Linked DNA regions of Anas platyrhynchos: region 1 is linked to region 2. Evidence: chromatin contacts called from public Hi-C data. All regions are on one chromosome and are shown on one strand. The core of a region is the stretch at or near the end of the contact, and the rest is flanking DNA. Distances in the headings are between cores, read along the strand shown.

Region 1 (4,612 bases), core at 1,305-3,804, 180 kb after region 2:
ATTGAATATAAGGCACTTCCAACCAGAGAGCATTTATTTGGCTGCAGAAGCAATGAATAGCTGCATTCTCAGTGCTGATGAAAGCTTCTCCATTGTTGTCTCAAGAGATATTGTTTTCACTGTGTTCCCTAGAGGACCATTCTAAACAAAATCCTTAAGGTCTGCATTTGAGTATAAAAGTTTTAGTGACTATTTTATTTTTAAAGCTGGATGAAAGTATTGCAGTTCCTTAGCTTGGAAAAGGATATACAGAATGATAGAACAAAGACATTCTCATGGACAAAACGTGTTCATGAGACAACAGCAGCTTCCCAGCATAAAAGAAGGATTAATAGGGCAGCAAGAAGTTTAACATTTTTTTTTTTTTACATGCAAATATTAAAAAAAAAGTGCTAGAAAAAAGTAATCTGAATAACAGGAATTGGCAACATATTTTCATGTCATTGCAAAAAACATTATACCAGCCAGCACCCTTCCTACTCAGTCAATATCTGTAAGTTGTGGAATGGCAAATGTTAAAAGCCTGCATTGTGCAATTTATTAACATTTAACGTGGCAGATCTGTAAGGAGTCAATCAACAAATTTCTCTTCTGTCATTGTGTTTTCTGAAAGTAACAAACATGCTGATGCTACAATGCTCCTACATCATGTTCTGTGTCTTTGTATGCCAGCACTGTATATTCAGTTGCTGTTGATTTTATGAAGCTCTGAGACATTTCCACATGGGAGCAGGGTCACATTTCTGTTTTTATTGTTCCACTATAGCTTTTAGCACTGTAACTTACTGTCTTTACTTCTCAGTTCATAAGACACCCTGAGAAGCTTGAAGCTGTAGCCTACCAATTCTGTTGACAAAACAGGAAAATTGGCTGACAAGAGTTATCTCTCTGAGTATCTAGTTACATTACCCACTTTTTGTCCAACTGTTTAGCCTCTTCCCAGATCTGACTGTTTCAAAATTAACCATACTACTCCTGCACCATATGTTCAGATGCCCCAAGGGAGAACGGAGTTGTTTTTCAATTGGCTCACTGTCTTTTAATGAGGCAGGGGACTTGTGACCTCTGTGCATGGTGGCTGATAAATGGTAAGATGTACCCACACATACTCACAGAAAACCTGCAAACACAAATGAGTTGTGGATAATCTCTAGCATTTACTAGGGAAAAGCAATCTTGTGTGCAAACACTTAATCAAAAAGCTAATGCTTAATAGTATGTGATTTTAAACTGCCCATGCACAAGTCTGTCAACATTTATTTCCAGGTTCTCTGATCCTCTTTATTAGTTTCCTGTCTTGCTTTCATCTTAACAACAACTTTCTGTGACTTGGTTGTTTTTGTATATTTGTTTTTTTTCCCTTTTGTTAATAAATAACCATTTTTCCTCTTCAAATCTGTTTACATTTCTTAAGGATTTGAACAGGTTAAAAATGTTGTTCATGCTACTGAAGGAAAAGCGTGTGCTTAAACAAAAAGTGTTATGTAACTTATATAGAATAATATCACATGCTAGACCATTATGTTAGGATCTGATCAGATAAATGAGCTTTGCCTTCATTAAAAGCTCTAATCTTGATTATAGTCAGAGCAGCCTTTAAATGACAACTCCAGAGTTTTCCTCTAAAGGATCTTTTATGTTCTGGTTTGGAATTTTTCAAATAACTAAGAGGTTTTGTTTTGTTTTGTTTGGGGAAAACAAAAGCAAAATTTTCTTCCTGACCATTTTTTTTTAAATAATGGGGTGATCATGGAAAAACTTCCCCTTGGCTCTCAGCTGTGAGTTATAAATACCCACCAGCCAAATCCAAGTCTGGGTTTATTTCTATTTTCTTTTTCCAAGATCTCCTTTCTGGAGATGTGTTTGAGCCTTAGATCTCTTGCCTGTATTGTTACAGAACTGATGAAAGTCTGAGATCTCAATCAAAGGCTTAACAAAACAATAATCCTCTATTGCCCTAATTCTTCTCAGAAACATCTCTCTCTGACAAGAACAGTCCTTAAGCTTTTACATCTTTTTCTGCTTAAAATTACTTTCCTAATTAGAAAGAATTGTTTCCTTCCCAAGTCTTTGTGCCTGAAGAGCACTGTATTTATTGGAAAGCATGTCTCAGCTCTTTAGCCTCCCTCTCCCCCAATATTGTGACAGTGATAACACTTCACATCCCTCAAAAATTCCAACTTCCTTTTTTAACACACAGAAGAATTCAGTAACATTCTTTACAATCCGCCTAATTCCATTTGTAGCAAAAATCAGAAAGAGGAAGAATCACACAGATTTCATGCTTAATGTAATCATTTTCAAGGAAAACATATTTAAAAATAATTATCTTTTTCAGACGTATACACTTTATAGACTTCTCCACTTCGACACTTCAGGACATCATTTAACGGGAATTAGAATCAGAATGTGTGCACGCAGTACAGGCAGAATTAGTTGAGTATTACACATTAAGTAGGGAATGTAAAACAGATTTCCATACCAGAGGATTTGTTTACTTTTTTCCAGCTCAGCAGCTGTTCATCCTTACAGGTGATGAGGCCCCATTTCAAGAAGTTGCTTATGCAGGAATAGTACTAGTAGCTTCAAGTGTCTAAGTAATCCTGCACATCCTGAGTTAGACACAAGCTCAGATGCCAGCCTGACTTCAGTCATAATAAATTTACCTGCCAGCAAATTTTAGTATGTTAACATGGACTACATGGAAGAAGCTCCTGACAAGCTGCAACAAGATTTAAGAAGGTTCTGAAAAACTTAGTCATAGGGCATAAATAAATCATTATGTGCTGTTGAAGAAGATGAATTTGAGTCTAGCTCAATACCAAATAATTCACACTGAATGAGATGACTCTATTAACTGGTACAGATTTGAATAGCACTTGAATGAAATTTGTTAGTGCCCTTACAATGAAGTCTGCAACGCGAAGATGTGATGATGGCCATGGTTTATATGACTAAGTGGTTGTTATACCAACCTAGCCAGCAGGCATGACTGCACCTGATTTGACTGCCTTTCTTCAGAAGTGAACAGAAACAGCTGTTCAAACAGCTGAATGTCTTTTGCTATCCCTGTGACTACCATTGTTTTAATCTGAGAAGAGTGGTTGAAGCTGGAGTAATGATCTCTTCTGCACTTACCAGTAACCCAGCACAGAGATGCCACCAGTGACACATGACAGGGTCTTCAATTCATCTCCCCTGGAAATGGACCGTTTTTCCTCATTCAAATTCCCATCTCAGTAAGGATACTGCAATCACAGAAAAAGTCCAGAAGTTAAGAGTGATTAAAGACAAGATGGAGAGACTTTCACGCGACAGATGTGTGAAACCTGGTGCTACTGAGCTGAGACTGTAAGTAACTAAGATCATGAGGTTGCATAAAGCAATGAATATCATTATAAATATATTAGCACTGTCCTACTGAAAAAGAAGACAGCATATAGTAAAACAGGATTGGATAAAAAAATAAAGTTTTACAAGATATCTCTTTCACTCATCTGGGTAACTAAATGCAACACTATATTAATCTAGTGAGATTAAAATATAGCAAAATAACTAAATTAATTACAATATCTTCTTGTATTTGCCAAATATCTTTCTCTTGAGGAAAAATGTTGATTATTAGTTGGGAATATAAAGAAAGTCTTTATGTACTCTAGTCATGCATTGTATTTTTAATTTGAGGGAAGACAAATGTCTGGGAAGTCATCTATTCTGAGATTACTCACTCTTTATAGTGAGGTACTCCTAATACTGCTTCTGAAAACCTTTGAATGTGTGGATCTATGTTTTTGGAATTCTAAGTTTTGTTTTGTGACAGATGCTACTTACACCTTTCTTTTGACACCAGAAGATTAACGTAGAATAAGTTAATTCTATTTGCTTTGCTACTGGTAACAGTTCTACATAGAAGTTTTATATGTCTGACTAAAATGAAATTTTGTATATATCATTAATGATAAATGCAGGTGTCTGCGCTCTAAGAATATCTTCTAAATGAAGGGTTACCCTGTAACAGTTTGTATAGTTTGGCAGGTATGCTATTGGAATACAAGAGAAAGTGAAGGAAGGTTTCTTTTTTCTCAAAGTCTCAGTCTGCTAGAGGCCATTTGTTGCTCTAATGAAGATAGCAGATTGAGAAGAGAAACTTGTGCATCTGGGCAAGTGATAAGATCAGAACAGAGAAGTGCTAAACTGACCTGAAACCTAACAAAATCTACAAAACAGATCTGATCTTTCTGAAGAGCCAGTGCAGACCAGCAGAAATGACAGAGTAGAGAAGCCATGGAGAAAACTCTAAGTGCAAAGTGACTGCATCAGCAGCAGTCACAGCAATGGGAAAACTCTCTGGATTGACAACAAATAAGCTGATCAGGAAAAATAAGCTCAACAGCTTTACAAGTCCATATGAAAACTTGGAGGAAACTGAAACACACAGCACAGCCAGCTGGCTGTTCCTGAGGGTGGGCCCACTGCCAGACAGCTGTGACAGGAGGGAGCCAGCCCCAGTAGCCACCCCTAGATGACCTGGCCTACCCTGGGATTGACTGATATTCTTTACTGGTAAGGGAGAAGTTGAATACACTTTGTGCAAATAGCCACGGATTCTGTT
Region 2 (4,499 bases), core at 819-3,318:
TATTTTAACCTATTATCCCTTGCAAGGAATAGGAGGAATTTAGAGGGACTGGCAGAGAAGAAAAGCTAGTAGGTAAGCAGCAGCTTGAAAAAGGGGTTGGAGATTGAGAATAGGTGAAAGACAGTATTACGTGGATGTAGAATATTGTTCCTTCATGTTTGAGTGTCCTTGTTATTTTGATCAATTTTGACTAAAGAGGGGTGAAGAGGTTAAAGGTTCCAAATCTGGCCAGCGTGGCAGAAGATGTTTGGTATCCAGAAAAAAATAGGTTAAATTAGGTCAGATTAGGTCAGGCTCACAGTATGTTTTGGGCCAAAGCACACCTTCCATGAGGCCTTGGGTACTTGCTGTCTGGCATCATTTCTGCAAACTTTGTGTTCGGATCATTGCAGGTGTCTGAAAATGAAGTTTTTCAAAGAGGGTTGTCAACTCCGTAGAGCTGCAGTGCAGAAGAATGGCTGCTATGAAGTGAGTTTTGGTAATGAGCATGCGTGGTGCCAGCAGCTGCATCAGAAAGTGACATTTGGACCAAAGGAAATACCTTCTGGAGATACATATATATATAAAAAGCATACATCATGGATTATGTGGATGCATTATCTTCCACTCAAACTTTGTAACTACAAATAAAAGCCTACAAATGTGAACTGTAAAACCCTAGGTCTGAGGGCAAATAAAAACTTCTATTTTTTTAAATTAAGTTTTAATTTTAATACAGTTACACTTCAGTACAAGTAACTGTTGGCATTGTTGCTTCCAATTCATTCGATTTAGTCTGTTTACTAATCAATGCTTGTGAGTGTAGCTGCTGTAGCAATTGATACTAAGTACCAATACCGGTGAGTCTTCAAATGTAGTCCTTGGAGAGAAACAAAAATATTTTCACTGTATATAAATAAGGGGTCTTCCTTGTAACACAAATGTGTCAGATGAGTCCTTGTGAAATATACAATGATCCCTGTCGTTGGATGAAGTCTTATTTACACTACAAAGGGAAAAGTACATATTTATGTTCCTCAGGGGCACAGAGAATGGAAGGCATTGTGTTGATATTTTAATACAAATTGCTCCCTGCATTTCTAGGTGGCAGATCTATGAATATTCACAGAATCCCAAGGCCAGATGATCATCCAGAACGTGGCATCTATGGCAGCAAAATGGAGGAAGAGGCCTGAAGGCTCCAGAGCCGCCATTTTGCCCAGGGGGGGATAAGTTTGGGCTCACCCCCCCCTTCCTCCGGAAGATGTCACGGTTGGGGTCTGGGGGTGGGCATGGGGCTGGGGAGCCCCCCGGGGGGCTGTGCTGGCCGCCCGGCAGCCTGGCAGGGAGGAAGGCTTGCGGGCAGCCCGCTTGCTGTCTCCCTCAAGTGTTTGAGGTTCTCCAGGATTTTAGGAACCCTTTTTCCCTGCCATTGCGCGTTCCAAGTCCCCTTGCTCCAAAGGACTGACGTGTCAGTAGCTTCTTTTCTTTATCGCTTTCAATTCTTCCCTTAGGGCAGGTCGCCCTCAGCACCTGGGGTCAAACCCCAGCAGCGCTGCGTGGCGCGGAGCGGGCCAGCGGCCAGGTGGTGGCGAGGAGGTGCCACCTGGGGGCTCTGCAGGCTCGGGAGACGGGCAGCGAGCACCGGGCCCAGCAGCTGCCCGGCCTGGGGGGCTCCCCGCGGGGCAGGGGCAGGGGCAGGGGCAGCGCCGCTCCGTGCCGAGCCCCGGGGGCTGCGCGCTGCAGCGGGGGGGGAGCGGGGTTGGGGAGGGGGCGGCCGGGGCCCGCTCCGAGCTCGGGGCGCTCACGGGGCCGCCCCCCCGCAGAGGATGCGCGCTGCGGGGCGCTGCGACGCCTCACACAGCCTCACACAGCCTCACACAGCACGTGCCGCGCCTCGAGGGCTGCCCGGCTCCGGAGGGCACCGGGGGGGGGGGGGCGGCTGCGTTACCGGGAGGCCGCCCCGCGCCGCCCCCCCGGCTCCTGCCCCGCCGCCGCCGTCGTCGTCGCCGGGCGCTGCTTGGGGCCGGCGGCTCCTTCGTCCCGCCCCCGGCGCGGCGCGGCAAGGGTTAAGGCGGCGGCGGCGGCGCTCGGCGCGGAGGGATACGGAGCCGGGGCCGCGAACGTGGTGCTGAGGCTCCGTAAGCAAAAAAATGTCTGCCTGAGGGGAGCCCACAAGTTCCTTCCAGCGGGGGGGGAGCGCTCGGCTCGCCGCCGCCCGCCCGGCCCCGCGCAGCGCAGCGCCCGGGGGGCACCAGGTACCGGCGGGGGGGGCCCGGCACAAGTTGGCGGACAGCGGCCGGGCCGGGGGAGCGGCGGCGGCCGGGAGCGCGGCGGGGCTGAGGCGGCGGCGGCCGGGCGGGAGGGGGGAAAGAGGGAGGGAGGCAGCGGGGCCGCCCGGGGCGGGGGGACCGGGCCGCCACCGGGGCTGAGGGGGGGTGTGTGGGGGGGGTGTACGTGGGGGTGAGCCCGGGGGGCGGCGGCGGGGCCGGGCGGCGCCGAGCCCCCCCCTCGGAGCCCCCCCTCGCGGGCGGCGGCGGGGCCGCGCTGGGCGGCGCGGGGCTCGCAGCGGCCCTGAGGGGGCCGCAAGTTGCAGGGAGCGGGGCCGCCGCTCCCCCGCGCCGCCCGCCGGGCACAAGGGAAGGCGCCCACCCCCCCCCCGCACCCCCTCCTCCTCCTCCTCCTCCTCCTCCCGCCGCGAGCGCGCGCACGCCCCCTCCCTGCCTCCCTCCCTCCCGCCGCACGCGCATTCCGCTCCCGCCCCCCCGGCGGCGCGGGGGGAGGAGGAGGAGGAGGAGGAGGCGGGGGGGGGCCGGGAGCCGGCGGTCCCGCTCGGGCGGCCATGGCTGTGCCGAGGCCCCGCCGGCCCCGCGCCGCCGCCCCCGCTGCAGCCCCATTGTTGGCCGCGCTGGCGGCTCGCTGAGCGCTCCTCGCTGCGTGTCAGCCCTCGGGCCGGGACAGGGAGGGAGGGAGGGAGGGAGGGGGATGAGCCCCGGGACACTTGGCAGGAGTTGGGCGGGTCGGGGCCGGCGCTGACCCCGTCGGTGCGGCCGGTGCAGGGGGGCTGCCCCCGGGCTGCTGTCGAGGCGAAGCGCTCCCTGTGCCCCTTCTCCCGTGCCCCAGGACGCGATCGCAGCGTTTGAAGATGAATTCCCAGCAGCAGAGGATGGCCGCGATAGGAACTGACAAGGAGCTGAGCGACTTGCTGGACTTCAGCGCGGTAGGACATGCTTCCAGGGCTTCTTGTCGCTGCGCCGTGCTAAACGGAGGAGTAAGGGCGGCAGCGTGCGGGGCTGGGCTGCCTTCCTCACAGCCAAGTTGGACACCTGAACTTTGATGTAATGTCTAGACGTCCAGATTTAATACCGTAATACCAGCTGGGTCAATTGGTTTAACTGGTTAAAATCAGGCTGACCCAGTGATGGCATAATCTAATAATTAACATTTGTTAAGCTGGCGTGTGGCACCGAGATGCCTTCTTCCTCTTGGTTTGTTTTTGTCTTTAAACCAAAAGAACGCTTAACGTCTGTAAGTAACTCGGTCTCAGAAAATTATAGGTGTTTTCTTTTTGATACTTTTGTTTTAACAGATCTTGAAGAATGTTGGACTTATGGATGTAATCGAAAACTGCTACCTTTCAAGAGTTGACTTTATCTAGTGACTTTAATTTCATAAATCCACAAGAAATATATTTTTAGTAGTAAAATTTAAATTGAATGCATATTTTAAATTGTCGTGGTAGTATTAGGCCTTTATTTTTTATTTTAAGCTGTGTTCATGCACAAAAGAGTGTAATGGTACAAATAAATTGGAAGGAATACTTTGCCTTTATGGCTCTGAACGTGCATCCTACATTCTGTTTATTTTCTAATAGAAATAGGAATCAAATAGTCGTTTCCTATGAACTTTGTTTTAAGTCTGCGGACCAGCTTCATAATTGAACATGGGAGTTCAAAGCCAGCTTATACACATCTTCTTGTTTTGCAGATGTTTTCCCCACCTGTTAATAGCGGGAAAACCAGACCAACCACGCTGGGAAGCAGTCAGTTCAGTGGATCAGGTAAGGTGCATCTGAGATACATAGAAGTCATGTAACCAGGATTTGATGTTTCAGGTTACTTTCAATGTGCTTGGATGGTAATCTTTCACTTGTACGTATTCTCATTTAAAATTGGAGATGTCCTGTTTCGATCTGACTTTGTAATATATCTTGTTCTTAACTTTAACCAGTTTTCCTCTGTGCCTTAGCCTATGTGTTCTAGTACAGCGAAGCATTAAGTATCTCTAGTCATACTGACATGCAAATTGTTTATTGATCTATTGCATTTCAAATGAAGGCTTTCTTTGTTGCTGTTTGATAAAAGCCCACCTGTTCAATAAGTATTTCCTAGCACCTGTATAAAAGAGGAAAACACTCAAGGAAAATACCAGGTAACAAAGTACTCCTGATGCAAGGATATATTCTAGAATTCAGTTCTTAAGGAGCATGTATGATGTAGTGACTAACTTCTTAAAAAGAA

The links. Hi-C and Micro-C count contacts between places; a contact is called where the count stands out from the background.
Region 1: a Hi-C map of subcutaneous adipose tissue shows a contact between it and region 2, with 2.2 times the contacts expected there. The contact joins the promoter of CGNL1 here to the promoter of TCF12 in region 2. A contact is called at or near these places in 5 of 8 Hi-C or Micro-C datasets (F1 follicle, F5 follicle, liver and 2 more).

The regions. Positions count from the first base shown.
Region 1 is chr11:7,285,834-7,290,445 of IASCAAS_PekinDuck_T2T, forward strand. It overlaps CGNL1 (cingulin like 1), which reads left to right and starts at 2,555. Exons shown (of 21, transcript XM_038184782.2): 1 at 2,555-3,351. It overlaps LOC113844967 (a long non-coding RNA gene), which reads right to left. Exons shown (of 5, transcript XR_011812063.1): 3 at 3,139-3,248.
Region 2 is chr11:7,104,017-7,108,515 of IASCAAS_PekinDuck_T2T, forward strand. It overlaps TCF12 (transcription factor 12), which reads left to right and starts at 2,069. Exons shown (of 22, transcript XM_038184788.2): 1 at 2,069-2,237; 2 at 3,103-3,199; 3 at 3,967-4,039. The coding sequence starts at 3,125.